Regions from separate parts of the Zea mays genome. Here all the other regions are linked to region 2. Evidence: chromatin contacts called from public Hi-C data. All regions are on one chromosome and are shown on one strand. The core of a region is the stretch at or near the end of the contact, and the rest is flanking DNA. Distances in the headings are between cores, read along the strand shown. Region 1 has its middle 150 kb from the start of LOC100383493. Region 2 holds the start of LOC100383493. Region 3 holds the start of LOC109941412 (receptor like protein kinase S.2).

Region 1 (3,587 bases), core at 771-3,270, 150 kb after region 2:
GCATGAGACCCACCTAAAGTTTATCATAGTGGTAACCTGTTCTATGTGATCGGAGATCCCGTGAATTAGAATGGTGAAACAAGCTAGTGGTAGACTGAGAGGAAAGACCCTTAATAAGGCTCATTTCAGATGCATATCTTTCCTTACTGTAAGGTAGGTTGGTGTTTACACCTTAATATGTTCCAAGTGGCTTTGTGAAGCAAAGATGTTGTCCTACAGAACATCTTTAGAGGAACATACCTATATGGGTTAACTGCTAGTCACAGTTTATGAGATCTGGGTGGTTTCTAGATACCCATGAAAGGCTATGGAGTTTGACTTATATGCTCCAACCAGAGGGGATGCGTTTAGCAATCTAGTACTGGTAAAGAGTTTAGATGAAACTCATTCCACGCAAAACTGCCAATTCAAGGCCTAGTCCATTGTGCAGTTGTGGTCAAGTGTAGTCTAAGTTCTAGGTGGATGTTCAACTTAATAGTCTCCATCGAAACACCAGTATATCAAACGTTTGAGATGATGAGAGCTTTTTTGTGTGACTTAGCATTTGGTGGGGATTGTTGGATTAATGTGGGCTTGGCCCAAATTAATATTCAATAATAGTCAATGCTAATGGCCCACTTTAATGCTATGGTGTACTAATTATTTAGTACCATATTGGAAGTTCAAAGGACAAATCAATCAACTTAAATAGGTGGACCATTGGTGCATCTATTGAGAAGTTGAGAAAAGGATGAAGGACTGCCACACGCGCGCGCGCGCCGCCGCCGCCGCCGGCTCGTGGCTGTAGATCGGACCTTGGTCCGAATATTCCTTTCAAACGGTTTCGCATTTTGCCTGGAGCGATGACCGTCATGATAACCGTCTGTTTCCTGTCTTATGGCTAGTAACGGACGTCAGTTACTGTCGTCAGTTTCTAGTTCTAATGCGCGACCGTTTCTGTCCGTTGTTCTTCTCCCTCCTTCTGACCGCCTATAAGAATAGAGAGGGAGGGCTCTTCCAGTTATGCGAATTATCTCACGCGAATTGCAAACAACACATTCCCGTCCCATCTTCTGCGAGCACAGAGAGAGTGGGAGAGCAGGCCTCCGAAATCACCGACCGCAGAGATACACTTGCACGGGTGTGCGGGCGATCAGATTTTTGGGGAGCGTCTTCGCGACTGCTCGCGTGACCTGTTTGTCCAGCTGCTTCGTTCACAGCTTGCTGTTCGTCGCCTTCCCGAGTTGACGCGTGCTGCTGTTCTTCTTCCCGGCGACCGTTCGAGGGACTGCACAGCGTACATCTTCCTGCACCGACTTCGTACGGCTACATCGAACAAACACACGAGATGTCTCGTGTGAATGGAGCCACTGATGCCTTGAGCATCGGTCCCTCCGCTGGGTACACTCTGTTCTTCGTATTTGTGCATGTTTCATTGCTGTTTACTGCTTATGCGAGTAGTTATACACACATGCACATACATGTCATCACATATATCGCACTGTTTTTCTGGATTAAATTAAAACTAAAAATGCCTAACTTTCTAACAGAGTGTCCGAAAAGAACACTCGGTAAAATATTTGGCACTCGCTAAAGAGCCGAATTCCGGTAGTGAATAGAGAGGTGACCGGTCATTTGGAGCATTGTGCTAGTTTAAAATAATCTGGAAGTGATAGGACTATTGCTTACCAACTGACAGTGCATCAACCACACTTCACCACATGTAACTTTGCTGACAATATCTCTGGGAGCACCAAAATCTGTGCGACGTTTGAAAAGAGATGGAGGGGCAGTGCACTGCACTGTACGTGCGTGTCGCGCTCTCACTCTAGGGCCACTGCACAAGCTAAGCTTCTGACTCACTGCGGCATGCCACGATGGAGTGAGTGGTGCACAATTTACCAGCCTCGACATGCATCCTCCACCCAATCACAATTCACAACATAAAAAATGTGACGTTTAGGTTTTAGGTCGTGTGCTGGCTGGTGCACGTGCTACCTACCTCTCTCGTCCTCCTTCCATGCCATGCATGCACGGGCATGATTATTGGGATGGAGGCCCACCCACCACGGATGAAATCGGGCCGGCCGGGCCTCTTCATGGCACTAGCACTACCATTGGTTTTGGTTCGATTGCTTATTGGGCCACTGACACTACCATTGGTTTGCACCAGCACGGATGCAAAATCCAAGGGCTACTTGTATTCGTCAGGCAGCCATGATGATAACGACTGTCTGGAGATCGGCGGGTGTGGTGTGGTGTGGTGTGCTGCCCTAGCTACGGCTCTCTGCTGCGACGGCGGATCGCTAGCGTCGTCTGATACGGAGGAGGCTCCGCCGTGCCTGGAGTCTGGAGACGGCAAAGACGAGGTCCTTGACGCCATCGCCGGAGGCGCGGAGGTGCGCGAGGATCTTGCCGAACTTCGCCCTGGGCCGCTGCGTGACGGCGATGTTGGAACCGGACCGCCGACACACGGCGTGTCCGTCCGGGCCGCCCGCACACACGGCGCGGCCACCCAGGTTGTCGGGCCGCGACACACGCGCCCGCACGTATAGCAGCGGGCTTTAGGTCTCTTGGGCCAACACTCCCCCAAAAAGCTAGCCTGTCAGAGGGTTGCGCCCTTAACCTTATAAACCATGCTATCACACTCTCACCACACAATGTGGGACTATTCCCAACAATCTCCCCCTCACACATTGTGAGCCGAGATTTGTCTGAGAATGCACTGGGCCAACCTGGCTCTGATACCAATTGTTGGAACCGGACTGCCGACACACGGCGTGTCCGTCGGGGCCGCCCGCACACACGGCGCGCCCACCCAGGCTGTCGGGCCGCGACACACGCGCCCGCACGTATAGCAGCGGGCTTTAGGTCTCTTGGGCCAACACTCCCCCAAAAAGCTAGCCTGTCAGAGGGTTGCGCCCTTAACCTTATAAACCATGCTATCACACTCTCACCACACAATGTGGGACTATTCCCAACAGGCGATGGACATACACGTCGTTGGGGAACAGGTCCTTGCGCACGAACGCGCGGTACATGGTGGTCACCAGCACGCCAGCGACGGTGACGGTGGCCACCCCGGACAGCCCCACGGCCAGCGCCCGGGTGAGTACGTTGGTCACCGCAGACGCGTACACGGCCGTCGCGATGGCCACGCTCGTCATCGGGAACGTGTACGCCCACCATATGCCAGCGAGAAGCGGACGCCTCGGAACAGGTTGAGGCGCACCACCAGCGACATGTAGAGGAAGAGGGATGTGAAGTAGAAGATCTTGGCCACGTAGTTGAAGTCGCCGCACAGCCTTGCCCAGCCGACGGACGCGATGCTAGGCGCGGCGATGAAGAGGATGAAGACCGGGTGGAGCTCCCCTGGGAAGCTACGCGTTGGTGGGGAGCCTCTGGTACAGCGTCACGAACAGCACCAGGTAGTGCATCACCCCGACGGCGAAGAAGAAGATGGGCACCTCGCGGAGCCCCATCTTGGCGCCCAGCAGCGTGCCCAAGAAGTTGCCCACCACAACGAGGTGGTTGGTCGGGGTGGCCACCTTGGACAGCCGCCGGTCCCGGACATCCACTGCCTGTAGATCTTGAGGTCCAGGAGGAAG
Region 2 (3,331 bases), core at 95-2,594:
AAACAAAAGGAGGATCCGAGGAGATGAATCAGCGTTTATTCTTTCCAGCAAAAATGCTCTGGAACTGTGTGACCCACCGTGGCTTTTGTGGAGCCCCCGTATTTGCTCTGGATCTGCAAGAGTCATTCAGCGGCACAGGATTCAGAACACGGCACGGCAAAGCAACCGCAAGGCCAAGAATCACGATGGCAACAGTTCCCAGCTGCTCACTCACCCGAAGAGAGAAGTCGGTGGCGTCCAGAATTAGTAAGCGCGCCTTGAAGTAGTGGGACAGAGCTTTCGCGAGCGACTGCAGGTAGGCCTCTGCAGAGACAGCAGCCAACAAGGTCATCATGCATCAGCGAAACAGGGGGATACAAGTGGCCACAGTACCCTCTGCCCACACGCAAGCAGCGAGCGGGGGTGGTTGTTGTTCTTGCGGCCAGGGACCGGCGGACGACGGAAACGAACCTGTGGGGCCGGAGAGCAGGATGGCGTGGCTGGCGGCGGAGAGGTTCCGGACGTGCTTCAGCAGCTCCGCGTTCTTGAGGTGGACGAAAGCCGCGCTGATGAGCACCTCCCTCGTCTGATCGCTGCAGGCAATCACACCACTACCTCAATCGCTGTCGGTGCTAGTGCCATCGTAGTAATAATGATAACAAACAAACAAACAAAGAAAAAAACTGAAGAAGCCATGTGCTGCGGCCTTTTGTGGATCAAGTAAACCCCTCTTGCTTTTGCTTTTTTCTAGAACACGGCTCCGATCGTGCCTACCTGCCGCAGCCGTACTGCTAGTACGAGCCGCTAGTCCGCAACAGCAGAGGAAACTAGTGGCACTTGTACTCGAGTGGAGTGGGGAAGCCATCTGAACAGATTCATCGAGAAGACAAGGCCTGCAGCAGCGCCGCAGATCGGTGCGTCTCGGGTGATGCGGCTGCGCCAAATCGGATCGCACTACGGAAGCCAGCCAACCGGATCTTCCTCGAACCCTACCCAGGCCGGCCACCAACCGAATCGAACTCGACGGGGTTAGTATGACCTACCTGAGGTAGTAGGGGAACTCGTCGAAGGTGACGTCGCTCTCGGGGCCGTCCAGGACCAGCCGCCGCAGCTCGGCCTCCAACTCCGCGGCGCCGGCTCCGAGACCGTCGCCTCCGTTCGGCGCCGGCTGTACTGCCCACTTGGCCGACGCAAGCCCCAGACCCACGCCGACGCCGACGCCCAGGGCCGACACCAGCAGGCTCCTCTGCTCCATGGCCGTCGTCGGAATTCGAATGCCTGCCCCGATTGATCGCCCGTCGCACGCTCGCTGGCTGTCGTCGGAGAGCGAAGAGGTGGAGCGCCAAGTGGGGTGTGCGCGTTTGTGCGGGTGGGGAAATGAGCCATGGCGGACGGGGGTGGGTGGGTTTATATAGGGAGGCGGCGGGCGGCGGGCTGGCGGGCGGAGTGAGAGAGAGAGAGAGAATAAAGTTTTTTATTTTGCGGGTCTCGTGGAAAGCAACTTTTTTGCAGGTTGCTGAGTTGGTGCTGTTTCAGCGCAACGCTGGCTACTTGTTGCGTACCGCTTTTTATTTATTTCCATATTCATTTATTTCTACCATTTCATCATTTTTTATTTGATTCTAGGAGAGTTGCCCACATCCATCCTAGATGGAGCACACCTTGTCAACATTGCTTTGGTACGTCAACTTTTGGAGGCTCCCTTGAGTAGGCTTTTTTTATCAGTTTAGGGAGTGTTTGGTTACTAGGGACTAATTTTTAGTGCCTCCATTTTATTCCACTTTGATCTATAAATTGCAAAATACGGAAACTATAACTCTATTTTAGTTTCCGTATTTGACAATTTAGGGTCTAAAGTGGAATAAAATGGAGGGACTAAAAATTAGTCCCACTAACCAAACACCCTATTAGTCATTAGTGGTATTGTAATGGGCATATGCGACGATAAAACAACACGATTTCCGGTTTATCGTGGGTTTTCTAGAGATAAATGGCTCGCTCCTATGGTCACTTTGGCAGTGAGCTAGCTCTCTAGCTTCGGCTTTGATGTTGTAATGATATCAGAAGCAAGCGCTTATAGTGGCCATCAACGAGTAGAGGAATATCTCGACATGGGCGTATACCACAACTTCAAGTGTTCCTAACTACCGTGGCTATCAGTGTCGTTATCAATTCGAAGAATTGCGACGTAGGGTGATCCTCTCTTCTCCTAGAGCAACCGATGAGCAAGCAAGTATCCTCGTGGTTTTCCTGCAACCCTCGACTATAGAAGGATGCATGCGAAAGCATTATGAGTTACTCCCACTTCGAATTTTTTGGGTGGAGTAGCTGATGACTACAAGTGTGGAGATTCAAACTATGCTACATCCCTGTTGTTGTGGGATGTTAGTGGTAGTTTACTAGTCCGCAATCTAGTATATGCAAAGTGTCAGTTGAGTGATTGCTTGTCTACTCAAATTCACCTAAAGTTTCTCATGCACAAGCACATTTGTCTTCTTTGTTGTACTAGTTCACAATCAGATATGGGTATGCCCCTACTATCCTCCTTGACGAGTCCTTGTAATTGTGCATCTAGTAATACATGTTCGACTTGGTTTGAGTCGATTCTCTACTTAATTGTGCATTTTCTTGTATGTTTTACGAGTATTTAGACCCAATGGGTCCACTATCAACAAGTGTGGTGTATAGTTGGATCTACTACCATAGGCCCTATAGGTTTTGATTGGCAAATTCAAGTGTTGTCGTTTCAATCGAAGGGTTTGTACTTTGTGGTCCCGCATTTGAGTAGTTTCCACTTTCAAAGCCATTAGTTGAACAATGGGCACATATACGGCTGGATAATGGTGCATATTATTCTTCAAGTTAGAATCAGGTAGAACAAGTGATGTTCGCGTCCTATGACTAGGCCACAGCTTAAATACACTCCTTTTCTATTATCCAGGAGCCTGTACTTAGCCAAATTGAACCTATGCGAGAGCATAGCCAGTAGGTGATCCATGTAGGTCGTGACATACCCTAAGTCGACCCACCGGAATACCAGTCCACTGAGGCAGCCCAAGAAAAAAGAAACTGATATATATTATATTTGCATTCTAACGTATGCACTTATGGGCTTAAATGTTAAATCTATAGTTTCATATGTTATTCCTTATCTTTATATACTGAATTGCATACCAAATTATTATGGACTATACTAAATTATTTATAAAAAAATTTGGCATACTGTTGCCGCCGATCTAGGTGCCAAACACTTTGGGGTGGACCGTCTGGCGGTGCCCTCTGCAGAGGCGCGAACAACCCGCGGCACAGGGCCGGACGGTCCACGACACAGGGACGGACGATCCGCGACCTG
Region 3 (3,287 bases), core at 183-2,682, 210 kb before region 2:
GTCCGGCAGCTTCGCGTCCGCGGCGTTGAGCAGCTTGCCCTCGTCCGACAGCCGCCGCACCCAGTCGAGCATGAAGATCTGGTCGTCGGGGTACGCCAGGTCGACGGCGCGCCGCCCCGTGGCCACCTCCAGGAGCACGATGCCGAAGCTGAAGACGTCGGACTTGGCGGTGCCGCCGGCGGCCCGGCGATGGAAGCTCTCAGGCGGCAGGTACCCGATGGTCCCGCCGATGCGGCTGGTGTCCATGAGCCGGAATTGGTAGTTGGCCGAGACCGCGGCCGAGGCAGATGACGACGACAGGCGCAGGGACGGTGGCGACGCCTCCGGGTGCAGCGGGTTCAGGGCGTCGTCGGCGCCCACCGCGTGCTCGAGCCAGCGGGCGAGGCCGAAGTCGCCGAGCCGTGCGTTGTACTCGGAGTCGAGCATGACGTTGCTGGTCTTGACGTCGCGGTGGATGATCTGCGTGTCCAGCTGCTCGTGAAGGTAGAAGAGCGCGGCGGCGAGCCCGGCGACGATGCGGCGGCGGCGGTCCCAGCTGAGCCGCGGAGCCGAGGCCGGGGCCGCGGCCTTGGGCGGCGCGAAGAGCAGGCGGTCGAGGCTGCGGTTGGGCATGTAGTCGTAGACTAGCATGAGCTCCTCCCCGGCGCGCACGCACCAGCCGCGGAGGCGCACCAGGTTGCGATGCCGCAGCCTGGCCACGGCCGCGAGCTCGGCCAGGAACGACTTGTCGCTGCGGGCGCCCGCGCTGCTGGCTGCGACGCACTTGACGGCCACCGTGGTGCCGTCGCTGGGCAGAACGGCGCGGTACACCCGGCCGAATCCCCCGCTGCCGAGTACCTCCGCGTCGCTGAACCCGCGCGTCCCGATGTAGAGCTCCGAGTAGCTGAATATCCTGGGCCCGCCGCCCGCGAGCTGCTTCCTGCCGGCGACGTCGTCGACCACGCCGGCGATGTCCTCGAACGCCGCCGCCTTTTCCGAAGAGTCGTCGTGCCACCGGCCGGCGCCGCGGCAGCAGGGCCGGGGCCGCCAGCGGCGGAGGCACGACAACAGGCGGACGGCCGTGGTGCGGGCGTACGACCCGGCCGTCTCGAGTTCCAGGGACGCCACCCTAGCCGGGCTGCGCCGCGCCGGCCCCTCCGGGTGGGACGCCGGTGGGACGGCCTCGTCGGCGTCCATCGGCAGCACGAAGCAGAGACGGCGCAGCGACAACGACGACGACATGGCCGGGCACCGGACAGGCAGGCAGTGCTAAATGCTAACTATGGAGTGGCTAGCGATTAGCTAGTGCAACTCCCACTCATGGTAAGCGGTGGTGGTGCGCTTAGTGCGCGTGGGGGAAGGAAATTAAAAGCGCAAGCACGGGGTGGAGGCTTCCATTCCACTGAGCGTTGGAAACCTGGAACGGATGAATTGGGATAGGGAACGGAGGTGGGTTTACGGGTGTGAAGGGACCGCCCCTGGGCAGGTGGGGAAGATGGCCAAAAGCCAAGCTCTGTGGCGTGTGCACGGCGGCGATAGTAACGTGAGCTGTGAGGTGGGCGTGCTGGTAGGTGGCTCTCTATCGCGGTTGACTTGGCATGCAGGTGGAGCCGGAGTTCCCGCCAAAAGGAAGGGGCGTCACCGTCCCGTCTTCCTCGTCTTTCACCGCCTTGCCGCGATGGAATGGAATACGTAATCGACCGCCAAAAAAAAAAAAGGAGCGTCACCCTCTGACTCATCTTTCATATCCACACTTTTTTAATCCCAATACGTACTTCCTCTATTTTAAATCAAAAACACAGGACGTTTTCGTATTTTATATAATTTTTATTATGCACTAAGATACACATGTGTTTGGATATATAGTAAAAACAGTATATTTATGTATACATAAGCTAAAAAAACTTATAGTTATAGTTTAGAACCAAGTGAATAGGAATACAAAGCGTGTCTAACCGCGAGTAATACTGATACAACAAGAGGAATAGGTTTTGTTGGGCCTGTTCACTGCTGTCGTTTGCACAGTAACTTCTCCTGATCCTCGGCCTTCAAGAAGCCGTCGAGGCCTGCACAGCCCACCTCGGGATTGGCTGAAGGCCCATCAAGCCCGCGAGTCCGAGTCGCGGCCTTCCCGTTTCCTTCCCAAAAGGGTCCTCATCGTCCTCTCCCGTCCGAGTGCCCTAGTAACCCTAGCCGCCTGAGGCCGACGCCAACTCTCTCCTGACCGCAACGGGGAACTCGCCCCCCGCCTCCGCCACCGCGCCGGTCGCCGACCCACTCAGATGAACACGTCTCCGTCCAGATACAGGTACGCTTCGGCTGCACCTGCACCTCTCTCTTCCCCCTTCAATTCCGCCGTAGAATCTTCCTTCCCCCTGACCCTGAACCCTAGTACCAACCTTTTTCTCCGGGACCCGAAACAGTCCATCCGGCTCGTCGAAGCTTCGTTCGTTAGGTTTGTCTTTCGCGTGGTGGGTGGGAAACTGGGAATCCACAGCGGTATCCGCCCCTGGTGGTGTGGTGCTCCAACGATCTGCCGCTCTATGCGATTCGTCCTATAAGATAAGAGTGCTCATGGGAAATTACCGGGCACCGAAACACCCCAGCACGATTCTGTGCTGGGTAGATTTATTGTGTACCGGTTGATTAGTTGGCAGGATTTTATTCGTATCGAAAAATATTATTATAGACAATTGATGACATAATACTGCCATTCATTCTACTCTGTTACCACACAGCATGTGGTCCTCGATTAATACTTGCATCCAGTCTACTCTACTGTCACACATTGCATACACAGCTTTGACATTTTTCTTTGTCTTGCTCTTCATCCAGTGACAAATCTCTGTTGGGTTCCCCTTTAGAACCGCTGTATGGTGAACTGATGTAATCATGTAAAACGAACAAGGGGACATATTTTATGCTCATGAAACCTTCGTGCTCATATTTGCATTTTAAATCTGGTGCGTTTATGAGCAATCCAACGTTAAGGTGAGAGATTGAGAGGTGATAAATGGACAATTGTCATCAAAGCTAAGATACGAGGGGGTAAATAAAAGTTATCGATCGCCGTTGGATTGCTTATAGACACACCAGATTTTAAGTGTTCATATGATCGTAGAGACTATGTGAACACACGATACATTCCCAACGAACAAATATATTATCCTAGGAAATTTTAGCTACAGAGTCAGCATTGATATTCTGATGCACTGAAACATGAACTTAAGTGCTCAGAGAAAACTCCCCAGTCATTGATAAAAAATTGCCTTTACTTATATGTTGCCAACAGTAACTTTATTGGGGCA

Evidence for each region. Hi-C and Micro-C count contacts between places; a contact is called where the count stands out from the background.
Region 1: a Hi-C map of leaf shows a contact between it and region 2, with 5 times the contacts expected there. The contact joins the enhancer-like site here to the promoter of LOC100383493 in region 2. A contact is called at or near these places in 7 of 25 Hi-C or Micro-C datasets (ear, leaf, seedling and 1 more) and 1 of 3 datasets of contacts at active chromatin or transcription factors (leaf).
Region 3: a Hi-C map of leaf shows a contact between it and region 2, with 6 times the contacts expected there. The contact joins the promoter of LOC109941412 here to the promoter of LOC100383493 in region 2. A contact is called at or near these places in 15 of 25 Hi-C or Micro-C datasets (bundle sheath, ear, endosperm and 5 more) and 1 of 3 datasets of contacts at active chromatin or transcription factors (leaf).

Annotation. Positions count from the first base shown.
Region 1 is chr8:76,731,306-76,734,892 of Zm-B73-REFERENCE-NAM-5.0, forward strand. It overlaps the pseudogene LOC103637028. Among protein-coding and RNA genes, the nearest start is that of LOC100383493, 150 kb to the left of the region's middle. Within about 2 kb of position 2,021, at least 17 of the 20 cell types and tissues checked have an H3K27ac peak or open chromatin away from gene starts, as enhancers often do. A contact at or near this core is called in ear, leaf, seedling and 1 more, where this site is marked.
Region 2 is chr8:76,577,328-76,580,658 of Zm-B73-REFERENCE-NAM-5.0, forward strand. It overlaps LOC100383493, which reads right to left and starts at 1,345. Exons shown (of 16, transcript NM_001176141.1): 1 at 1,023-1,345; 2 at 451-590; 3 at 215-303; 4 at 78-113. The coding sequence starts at 1,234.
Region 3 is chr8:76,371,668-76,374,954 of Zm-B73-REFERENCE-NAM-5.0, forward strand. It overlaps LOC109941412 (receptor like protein kinase S.2), which reads right to left and starts at 1,433. Exons shown (of 1, transcript NM_001412149.1): 1 at 1-1,433. The coding sequence starts at 1,221. It overlaps LOC100282455, which reads left to right and starts at 2,152. Exons shown (of 2, transcript NR_178050.1): 1 at 2,152-2,287.